Linked DNA regions of Mus musculus: all the other regions are linked to region 1. A link is a contact called in public Hi-C and promoter capture Hi-C data. All regions are on one chromosome and are shown on one strand. The core of a region is the stretch at or near the end of the contact, and the rest is flanking DNA. Distances in the headings are between cores, read along the strand shown.

The links. Promoter capture Hi-C pulls out the DNA fragments that hold promoters and counts their contacts. Hi-C and Micro-C count contacts between places; a contact is called where the count stands out from the background.
Region 2: a Hi-C map of the G1E-ER4 cell line shows a contact between it and region 1, with 4 times the contacts expected there. The contact joins the enhancer-like site here to the promoter of Kel in region 1. A contact is called at or near these places in 4 of 39 promoter capture datasets (embryonic stem cells, hematopoietic stem and progenitor cells, hippocampal neurons and 1 more), 3 of 484 Hi-C or Micro-C datasets (all in the G1E-ER4 cell line) and 2 of 9 other capture datasets (adipose tissue and liver).
Region 3: a contact with region 1 is called in a promoter capture Hi-C map of stem cell-derived epiblast-like cells, with 4 times the contacts expected there. The contact joins the promoter of Gstk1 here to the promoter of Kel in region 1. A contact is called at or near these places in 10 of 39 promoter capture datasets (cranial neural crest, embryonic stem cells, frontonasal cranial neural crest and 5 more) and 1 of 9 other capture datasets (embryonic stem cells).
Region 4: a Hi-C map of the G1E-ER4 cell line shows a contact between it and region 1, with 2.7 times the contacts expected there. The contact joins the promoter of Zyx here to the promoter of Kel in region 1. A contact is called at or near these places in 2 of 484 Hi-C or Micro-C datasets (both in the G1E-ER4 cell line).

The regions. Positions count from the first base shown.
Region 1 is chr6:41,702,982-41,705,681 of GRCm38.p6, forward strand. It overlaps Kel (Kell blood group), which reads right to left and starts at 1,344. Exons shown (of 19, transcript NM_032540.3): 1 at 1,176-1,344; 2 at 781-892; 3 at 378-519; 4 at 1-107. The coding sequence starts at 804.
Region 2 is chr6:41,099,020-41,101,719 of GRCm38.p6, forward strand. It overlaps Tcrb. Among named protein-coding and RNA genes, the nearest start is that of 2210010C04Rik, 65 kb to the left of the region's middle. Within about 2 kb of position 1,347, at least 4 of the 459 cell types and tissues checked have an H3K27ac peak or open chromatin away from gene starts, as enhancers often do. A contact at or near this core is called in the G1E-ER4 cell line, where this site is marked.
Region 3 is chr6:42,244,598-42,247,297 of GRCm38.p6, forward strand. It overlaps Gstk1 (glutathione S-transferase kappa 1), which reads left to right and starts at 1,338. Exons shown (of 8, transcript NM_029555.2): 1 at 1,338-1,496; 2 at 1,953-2,034; 3 at 2,214-2,342. The coding sequence starts at 1,425.
Region 4 is chr6:42,348,578-42,351,277 of GRCm38.p6, forward strand. It overlaps Zyx (zyxin), which reads left to right and starts at 1,251. Exons shown (of 10, transcript NM_011777.3): 1 at 1,251-1,542; 2 at 1,680-1,899; 3 at 2,369-2,571; 4 at 2,693-2,700. The coding sequence starts at 1,692.

The DNA.
Region 1 (2,700 bases), core at 94-2,593:
TTTTTCACAGGCAAAGCTGAAAAAGTCAGTGCAGGGGGCCACGCTTCTGTTTCCAGAGGCCAGGTAATGGTCCAGGAGCTCCATACACACAGGTGTCTCACATGGACCTGTGAAAGAAAAGCTCAGAGCTAGGTAAGAAGAACAAAGTGAACAAGGGCTCCCCCCAGGGGCTGGCAAAGGACTTTTAGTGAGGTGCATAGGAGGGACAGACCTTAGGACTTGTTGCCTGCTGTGTGTTGGATTCAGAGAGAAAGCAGTCTAGATCCCCAGGGACCATGAAGATAGGGGCAAGTTTGGCATGGGGCAGGAGTATTAGAGGTAGGGACCAAGGCATATGACAGAGGGCTGCCTGGGTCAGGGGTGTTCCATGATCTTACAAGGACCACAGTTCCGGAAGATGTAAAACCAAAGCATAGAAGAACCAAGGAGCAGGCCACAGAGCAGGACAGCTAGCAGCACCCATCTGGCTCTTGTCAACTGTCTGCTCCATTCAGTGGGAAGCCTCTCTTCTGGAGAACTCTAGTCAGGGAACCAAGAGGGGGAAAAGAAAAACATCACAAAGAAGTTTGGGAGGATAGAGAGGACAAGATTATAAGGAGAAGGGGGTAAAAGGGTTAGTGTTATTGTTCCTTTGTATAGAGGCAATTCTGTTTATTCTCCTTAAAAGCCAGCCTTTCTTAGATCTTTAGTACAGATTGCATTCATTTGATGAAAGGATCAAACAGGATTTTCAGGACTTTAGAAAAAGAAGATATCAGTGTGATGGCAGAGGCCACTTACCTCCTGGCTCCAGGGAGGTCCCATTGTGCTGCTCTGGCTCTGTCCCCTCAGCTTTCCCCCTTTTTGTCCTTCTCCTCCTGAAGTGACTAGAGGAAGGAGGAGGGCAAAGAATCTGGTTCCAAAAGGAAGGATATATTAAAGATAGAATTGTCATGCCACTCTGGCCCTCCTCCCCACATTTTCATCTTAAGGCCATTTCCCGAATGAAGCACTTCTTGGGTGTTCCAGTTTCCCCACCTTCCCCCATTAACTGCCTTGCTTGTCCCTTCTATTCTGGAGGCTTCAGACTCCCTCCTCTCTAGCACTTGTTGGGGAGACACAATATTTGCACATAGCCACCCTAACCCCCAACTAGGCTCTGTCTCCAGAAGGGGATGTTTCTCAAGAACACTTGCCATCTGTCTCTGCTCCTCTCTGGCTCCCAGAATCCTCTCTGGTTTTGTTTCAGCTGCTGTATCTAAAGCATTCAGAAAATGACCTCCCTTTTGCCCCTAGTCCCAGTGGCCCTGGAGAAGGGGCAACTCTTCCACTCTCTCTGTCCCCAAATGTGTACTGTTGGCCTCTGGGTGGAGCCTGCTTATCAGTGAGGGAACACTCAGGCCTCACCTCCTCTTTTATCTTAGTTTCTCAGGGGAGAGAGGGAGGAGCTCACTCAACAAGCAATCTTGCCCTGCGTCTGCTCCTTGTGTTTGGCTCTGTAACTTTGTTCATAATGTCTCTTTATTTCTTGAATATCCTTTTCTCCTCTCCTCTCTTTTTTGATTGAAATCTCCCAGATTCTTTAGTTCCTGAGTCAAATGGCACTTGCCAGGGAGAGCTCAGCATCCCATTAAACACTGTTCCCAAGCATGCTTCATTGCTTGTCCTTGTGAGCCATGGCCCTGTTGGTTGTAGTCAGAGCCACACATTAAAAAGATCACCCAAGTAGCAGACCCCAATCTGCTAATTATTAGCTTTGTAACAATAAACAAGCCACTTGTACTCTCAGAAAGGTAAGCAAGTTTTATCATCTGGAAAATGAAGGTAATAGTTTCCCATGCCTGCCTCACAGGGTCTCATATCTGCTGGAAAAGAATGAAGCCCTTATGAGACTCTTTCTTTACTCTGCACTATATTATGACAATGTGATCCTCATCTCCTTATCGGTTGAGAATGTTTTACGGTAGGTACAGTATTTCTTTTTCTTCTTAATCTACAAAGATGTTTCATAAATGTTAGTCAGAATGGATGAAATTTTAAAGCCCAAATCCTGCTTTCCACATCACACTGAGCCCCCGTTAGCAGTCGCAGCAAAGCACACACATTTCTGTTCTCTATATTCTCATCATAGGCAAAATGAGATGTATTAAGATAGTCAAGCTAATGGTATGTATCAGCAGTTTGAATTCACTGGGAGGGGCATGGATGCAGCAGGGTGGCTATGCAATTTGAAAAGTAAGGCAAAGCTAGAGTGTCACTTGGGACAAGTGTCATGAAGGAAGGTCTAAACTTAATGCCATATAAAGCAAGATATTGGGAACAATGAGCCCCTTGAGGGAACGTGTGACAAAATAAAATAATATTTGAGAAAGAACTGTGTGATACTGTGATTTGGAAAGATTGAAACAAAAACTCCAGAAGGTAGTGGCTACCCTGCCAGTGTGCTATGATGAAGCAAGATCTGGCCTAAGCTGATGGCAAATGAAACGAACATGTAGTAAAGATTTCACAGGAAAATAGTCATGGAATCTGATTTTAGGGCTAGGAAATTGTAAAGGGGTCACAGATCGGCTTTGTTGTTGTCTTGGATGGCTAGAAGAATGGTGAGGCCAGAAACAGAAATGGGATTTTGGTTAAGGGTGGGAATGAAGATCAGATTAAGGGAAAATTGATGCTTCATAATATCAGGAGACCAGAGTCTGGGACCCAGCAAGATGGGCC
Region 2 (2,700 bases), core at 97-2,596, 600 kb before region 1:
TTCAGGGTACAAACACCTTTTCGCAGTTCTGAGATATAAGCTGATAAAGTTGCAGAGTGATTGGGAGAAATCATATTCTTAATAATTTACTACCAACACAGGTTCCGTTCAGATTTGATAAGAGCAGCATTACTTGCCACTTAAGGCAAAGGTTAAGAATGCTGGTCTAAAAGGAATACATATAGAGAGAACAAAAACAAACAAATGAACAAGAAAACCCATGTGGTTAGAATCCCAAATCATAAAGATAATGTGAGGATGTCCAAGTAGAGTTGGGAGAGGAGGTTCCCATCACTGCTTGTTTGTTGGTCTCCTGCTCAAGTGTAAGTGTGCAAAGTATGATGTGTAAGTAAGCTCCAGCAATGGCCTCAGTACAGAGTAAGTGAAAAAGGAGAGAGATGAGAACTTGCATATTATGGGTTGGGAACTGCAGGAAACCTTCAAAATATGGTAAAAAGATAGTAAAAGTGACATCACAGGGTAATCTTTGAATCAGAGAAAATAATGTTGGCCAAGAACTCAGCTCTTACCCAAGAGTACCTACCTTCTGCAGCCTAGCCATAATTTCCTTTTCTTAACTACTTTGCTTTGACCAAAAGGCTCTGCTTCTCCCAATCTGTACTCTCTGTGAATGTATGTCAACCTTTCTCCCTGATGCCCAACACCACTTCCTTAAGGAAATGTTCTTTTGACTATTAGATTAGGACACTAGAGCATGTTAGATTTTCCTGATTTTGACTTAACAGTCACTATTTCACATTTATTTGTTGATAAACAAAAACTTCCTCTCTTCTTCTTGGGGCTGAAAAGCTCCTTTTGTAGGAACTGTGGTTTTGTTCTGATTTTATTGCTTGTCCCAAAAGATGTCCTAAGTACTAAAGCCCAATATTTGAACAAAGAAATATAAGGAAATCATCTTTAGTTTTTGACTTGGCCATTTCAGAAGTCCAGCCGTATTATCTGAGAATCTTTATCCCTTTATCTTATGGAACCAGAAATTTCTATCCTGAGTTTTATCGTGATCACACTCCTTTCTGCAAGTCTGAGCTTCATATCCTCTCACTAACCTCCTGGGCTTCTTTCTTCTCTCTATTTCAGTCCCTCATCTTCTGCCTAGATTTTGGTGTCTTCTGAAGATAGGATAGCAAGTCGAAAAATCATCAACACTAGAAATAAAAAGTGATGGAGAAAACAAATGACTTCTCTAATGCCACTTGATTTTCTTGAGAGAAAGATACTTCTTGATAATTTGAGGATAGGACACCTGCTACATTGTCTCATGAGTGTGCATTTGTGGGTTTTTGGATGTCCAAGACATAACTGTGTTTCATCTGCTACCCATTCTCAACCTCGGCCATGGTACAAGGCACTTACCAGAGCTCTCTGCTTACTTTAAACAAGGAAGGTTCAGTTCCTCCTTTATAGCTATAAAGCATCAATTATGACAATGCAGAATCCATTTATAGAGTGAATATAGTATGTGGTTTTGTAAAATTCTGAGAATCATTTGAGGTTGAAATAATCCCTCAATACAGACCGAAAGTAGATTAAAACACAAGCTTCTTGCCTGAATGATTCACATTAAGTCTTCAAAGACTTGTGTAATTTAATGTCCTGAGGCAGAGAAGAACAAAAATAGATGACTTGAGAATCAAAGCTTAAAAGGCATCTTCTTTAGGGAAAATAGATCTTCGCACCTACTTGCTGAAGTCACACTTGACAAAGTTGTAACCTACGATGAATTCTAGAATAATAGTGTAGTTGACATGACCTGAATTATAAACAAAACCGAGTCTCTCTAGAGGCCCAGAGAAATTAAAACATGAATTAATAGAAATTATACAAGGAACTTAATTCAGATTTAAAACACTAGGCACTAGATGGTGCTAATGCACTTTTCCTATTAAATACAGAATTATTCAAATTCTCTGAGAATAAAGAGTCTCTCTCTCTCTCTCTCTCTCTCTCTCTCTCTCTCTCTCTCCACATACACAACACACATACATTTTCCTACTTTGCTTTTTATTGTTGTAATAAACAACTGTAACTGAAAGTAATTTGGGAAGGAAAGGATTTATTTAGTTCACAGGTTGCCCTGACTTTCTCATGGTAGGCAGGATTTAACAGGTCAAAGCCAAGTTAGTTATAATTATTAAAATCAAACAGACATATCAAGTACATCAAACTCCTTTTTACCCACCCCCAGTCATAAGCCAGCCACGATACTTAAATTCTTGGGCCTTTTATGCTTTACAATTTATTAAGTTTATTAAGGAAATGAACCTTTTTTCAGTGTCCCACTGGTATAGATTTTTGTCTTTTTCTATTTAGAAATTATAAAATATTCCACCTGATGAAAAAATTATAAATGTCATAGTTTTATGGAGATAAAATACCTTTTAATATTAAAAATTCAATGGTGTATAAATAAAATGCTAATGATATCCTTATACTCCTATCTATTATTAGTAACCAATTTTTCCACTTTAGTGTTTTGTAATAATTCCTTTTCTCTATAAGCATGTGTCACTGACTCTTAACTGCATATGCATATTTCTTATCTATTTTGATATATATCATATATATGATACATAAATATAAAAGAGAGTAAGACAGACAGAAACACACACACACACACACACACACAGAGAGAGACAGAGAGAGAGAGAGAGAGAGAGAGAGAGAGAGAGAGAGAGAGAG
Region 3 (2,700 bases), core at 88-2,587, 540 kb after region 1:
TTCTGTCTGTAAATATTAAACGCCCACATTGCAGAGTGGCACTCTTTGAACCTCTCCTGATGCTACCTAATGTCTGAAGTGTTCTTTGCTAAAGGTACTCTAAGTTGTCTAAAGCTTTCTTTTAACACTAGCTATTACTCTCAGCAATATAATGGTGTAAGAAAATAAAAGTAAGTACATTTTTAACCTGTCAGTATGTGATGTGCGTATGTTTGAATATTACAATGTGGGCACCCCACATGAGGAGGTCTTTCCTTGTTGTCCACCTTGTTTAATCAAGGTTCTGAATATACAGCAGTATTATGTATGCTAAGATAAGTGGCCAGGGAGCTTCCAAGGACTCTCTTGTCTCTACCTCCTATCTCATAGTAGGAACACTGGGATTACAGATTAATGCTACTAAACACAGCATCATGTGTACTCTGAAGATCAAAAATCAGGTCAACACAGTTGCACCATTGACCCACTAAACCCCCTCCACAGACGAAAAGGGAATATATTTTTGTTTTTCCCCCCATATCATCTATAATACCAAAACTTTTAATAATAAATGATAACAATAGTATATGGTTCCAGGATATACAAAGCAACATATCAAGACCCCACCCCACTCCCCCAAAAACCCTAAATAAATGAATAATACTAGTAGCAGATGAAGTCCTGTGCCTTCCCTCTTGGGATGTAAGTCATCCTTTTGTTTAGTGTGTCCACACTGTATATATTACCTACCTCCATTTCTGTGACCACCTCCGTTATCAGATCAAGTGCTGTACTGATGAAATACTTATGTTCAAGTAACATTTTTATTATAATAAGGCACAAATTTTAGTGTGGCATGTTATGGTTCTTCTAGCATTCATCACTAATGTGCCTAATTTATAAGTTATAATTTACTGTGTGTAGAAAAAAAACATAATATGTAGAGTTTCATCTACAGTTTCAGGCATCCCCTGGGTGTGCTGTAATGTATAGAATGAAGATTTTTTAAAAGACCACTATGTCAACTGTCAAATTCATTCTAAACATTGTTCTTATCTCTGAGAAAGTGAATACAATAAAAGATGCAATTCGGAACTTCCATATTGCCGGTCTTTAAACGTCATCCAACGCAAATTTGGATCCTTGTGTATTGCCTTCTTGCTTGAGGGACAAAGTTCTAGAGCTGGCTGCACACACTTGAGATCCTTCTCTGGATCTGACCTTCCCCTTTATCTCAGACTCCGCCTTCCTCATCCGCTCTTGGTCTACCCGTGTACACCCCTGGGCCAGCCCTATAGGGCGGGGCCTCTCCCGGAGACTGCGCACTAGGGCCCTTAGCAGACCCGCCTGCAATTCGCGGACTACGATTGGCTGCTTGCTCTTCAGCTACCTAAAGCTCTTCGGCAGCCCAAGGCTTCAAGTTCACTTTCTCTCACCACTGTAGAATGGGGCCGGCGCCGCGCATCCTGGAACTCTTCTACGACGTGCTGTCCCCGTACTCCTGGCTGGGCTTTGAGGTGACACGGGGGAGCCGCCCGGGTTGTGGTCTGCGAGGCGAGTGCACAGTGGGGCACTGATCACCGGGCTGCAGAAATTCCAGTGGATGCCCTCAGGGTTAGCACAGGGTTCAGGTTCAAGTTCACTTTGTGCCTTTAAACGGACCGAGACTCCGCCAAGTAGGGTCCTGATCCTAAGGTCAAATATTCTCTTTCCACAGACCCTAGAAAGAACAGAGGCAACTCCAATGAAGCTAGGTCAAGTTCGGGGAGGGGGATCAGGGGCGCTAGGATGCTCTACGGGATGAAAACCGTACACTGGAGTAAGCATTCTGGTATCTATTTCAAAGAACTGAGAGTTTTGTCCTATTAAACCAACCAGTTCAGTGTGAAGTCCCCATCTCTGTCCAGCACTTAGAGGCAGAAGACAGCCCTCAAATGCCACACAAGCTCCCCTTCTTATCTCTGCACTTGTAGGTCCTATGCAGATACCAACACCTCTGGAATATAAAGCTGCAGTTGCGGCCCACTTTAATCGCTGGGATCATGAAAGACAGCGGTAAGCATGAAGAAGCTCCACCTCTCTGGGCAAGGAGGGTTGCTTTCTGTGGCCTGAGGGGCCTGTCCTGCACTGAGTATGCAGACCTCAGCCTAAACTAGTAGTTTGCTTTCTACTGGAGAGGTTCCAGTAGACCCTCATGTCCTCTCTCACCAGTTGTCTTAACTCTCCACTGCCAGGAAACCAACCACCTGCTATGGTTCCCCGAAAAGGCCAGTACATCTTCAAAGAGATTCCTCTCCTGAAGCAGTTCTTCCAGGTTCCCCTCAACATACCCAAGGATTTCTTTGGTGAGACTGTGAAGAAAGGTGAGGAGGAGGATGAAGAGAAGACTCGGCAGTTAAGAGCACCGGCTGCTCTTCCAGAGGACCTAATTTAATTCCCAGCACCCACAATGGTGGGTCACAACCACCTATAACTCCAGTTTCAGAGGAAACAGAAATAAATAAGTGAAGAGGGTCAGAAACACTGGGGAATGTAGTGGAGAGCAGTCCAGCTGAGGCTTTCATAGGATATCAAGAAATAAAACATGCTTGTGTGGGGAACCCAGCATCAGCTAGCCAAAAGAGAGGGATGGGAGAAGCAAGAACTGCATAGAGTAAATCCATTATGAGAAACTGGAATTAAAGACTGCAGGTGACGGAGCTTGGGGGAGTGTCTGAAAGA
Region 4 (2,700 bases), core at 1-2,500, 650 kb after region 1:
AAACGAACTAAATGCCATCCCTTTTACAATGGAGGCAATGAAACCGAATGAATGAAAAATCTTGTCCACTGAGTTGGAAACCAGGCTCCCTGACCTCACGGAGTTTCTCCATCTTTGCCAACAGGGTTAATTAACTCTGACCTGAGTGCAACCCTTGGGGCCGTCTTTTCAGGTAACATCCCCCAGTTTCTTATCCTAGGTTCATGGGGTTAGTTTGCATGCCCCTAAAGCATAGCTCAAGGACATATACTGACCAACCATACTGGACAGTAGGGTGCAGCAGATGGGGAGCGCCAAGGTTTGGAGCCTCAGCCAGGGATGACAGGGCGAAACCAAAGGAAGCACCGAGGGTTGGATATTGGACTAGAGGCTCTAGCTCGTAACTCTATAATTTGGACGAAGTTTCCGTGTGTTGTTTAAAAAAAAAAAAAGAAGAAGAAGAAGAAGATCGGAAGGGAAAGATGCAAGATTAAGAAAGTAAGAAAAGCAGACACCAGCTTAGTCATATCTCTTTCATGTAGCCTGGGGCAGTCTCAGGCTGAGGAATCTGGTAGGACCAGTGGGGGGCTCCACCGAGCTTTGTCCCGGGGCGCGCTGACAACCCAAAGACTCTTGAGGGACTGGGAAAGGCTTGCTGAAGGGATCCTCAAGGACTAGTCCCCGGGGGCTATTTGGGTCTTCCTAGGTTGTCTGACCACTCGCCCTGACTTCGCCCTTGTACCTCCATTCCTGGACTCAAAGCACTGGACTCTTGTCCCCGGGGCAATACTATTGCAGGCGGGTCTAGGGCAAAGCGAATTCCTAGAAGCCTTAAGAGGCTGCCTAGCTCAGGAAGTTAGCATTCCCCCAGCTTAGGCTCCTGCTCACACACTAGTGGGTTACAGAAGGCCGGCCTGGGAGCCAAGTGCCCGCAGGGCCAACGTCCCTTCACCATCCCCCGCCCACCCAGGAGTACAGTTCCATCCCAGTCCTGCGTTCCGGGACTGACCACAGGACACGTGGGACGCGGAGCTGAAGCTGCAGGGAGGGGCGGGGTCGGTCAATGGCAGGCAGGCCCGGGGTGCGCGACTGAGCTGCTTCAGGACCGCTGGGATTACTAGCCAGCCTGCTCAGCCTGGAGTGCGGACAGTGAGTCAGTTCTCCAGCACTCGCGGGTCGGGAGGAGGGAGGTGGGGTAGGTGGCAGGTCAGGAAATGACATCAGAGGCCTGTGCTGGGGAAGGGTGGTCTGTGCCCGGCGGGGGCGGTGGTGAGTAGGGAGGCCGCAGGCGGACCTTTGCAGAGCCTGGAGCCCGGGGCAGGACCTGGGCCCCTTCCTGGGGGAGTTTCCTGTCGGGTCCTCCCTCCCCGGTCTCTCCCCGCCCCCTCTCCGGGCCGCTCCTTGTATGGTCTGGGCGCCGCTCTCTCCCCGCCCCCTCCCTCCCTTCCCGTGCACGACGTCCCTCCCCGCTTGGCTAGAAGCGGCTCCGGACCGGGACGCAGAGTCCGCGGACTCGGCGCCGAGGCGGTCATCCGAGACGCGCCTCTCACGCTCCTGCGCGCGGTGAGGAGCGGGGAGAAGCTCCGCCGCCCCGGGAAGGGGACGCGGGGAGGCGCGGGTGGGGTCACCGAGGGGCGCTTAGACCGAGGAGTGTCAGTCCGACACCGCTCTGCGTAACCTGACGACCCCACCCCCTGCAGCCCGGCCTGGCCATGGCGGCCCCCCGCCCGCCTCCCGCGATCTCCGTCTCCGTCTCGGCCCCCGCGTTTTACGCCCCGCAGAAGAAGTTCGCCCCGGTTGTGGCCCCAAAGCCCAAAGTGAATCCTTTCCGGCCTGGGGACAGCGAGCCTCCTGTAGCAGCCGGGGCCCAAAGAGCGCAGATGGGTCGGGTGGGCGAGATCCCACCACCACCCCCGGAAGGTATGCGGCTGGGATTGGGGGCCCTGATCTTTCTCGGGCGCCAGGGGTGGGGGTCGGTGGTTTGGGGAATTTGGGGTTGTCTGAAAAGGCTGTTGCGGAGGGGGCTGGGCGCTGGGTGGCTACCCTGTCCTGAGCAGATGTTCTTACCTCATCTTGGAGCTCCTGGCTGGGAGCCAGGACCCTTGGGACTGTTCCAAGTCTCCCGCCTGGGGGTAGGAGGCGGGAATGTGGGCCAGGAATCTTCCCCTCTGGATCCGTTCTCTGAAGTGTAACGGGAGCTGCACGGTTCTTCAACCTGGCTCGTTCTCACTCGACCTGCTTCGCCCAGGGCATCCTGAGCCCCTCGTTATGGTCTGCACACACTCTTGGGATGCAGGAAAGAGTTCTTGGATTAGGGGTTAAAGCAGTCGTCTGAGGAGAGGAGGAAAGAGGGTCGGTACTGATAGCCTTTTCTCTCCTTCCTACCCAGACTTTCCTTTGCCCCCTCCTCCCCTTATTGGGGAGGGCGACGACTCAGAGGGTGCCCTGGGAGGTGCCTTCCCACCTCCACCTCCCCCGATGATCGAGGAACCATTCCCCCCTGCTCCTCTGGAGGAGGACATCTTCCCCTCCCCTCCACCTCCACTGGAGGAGGAGGGAGGGCCTGAGGCCCCTACCCAGCTCCCACCGCAGGTAGGGAGGGCTTGGAAGGGCAGCTTTGCTGGAGATGGGGTGGGGGACACCTCCATGGGCTGGAGAGGAGTGGGGTGACAAGGGAAGACTGGGATGGGTGCTCTGACCCTTGACCCTCCAGCCCAGGGA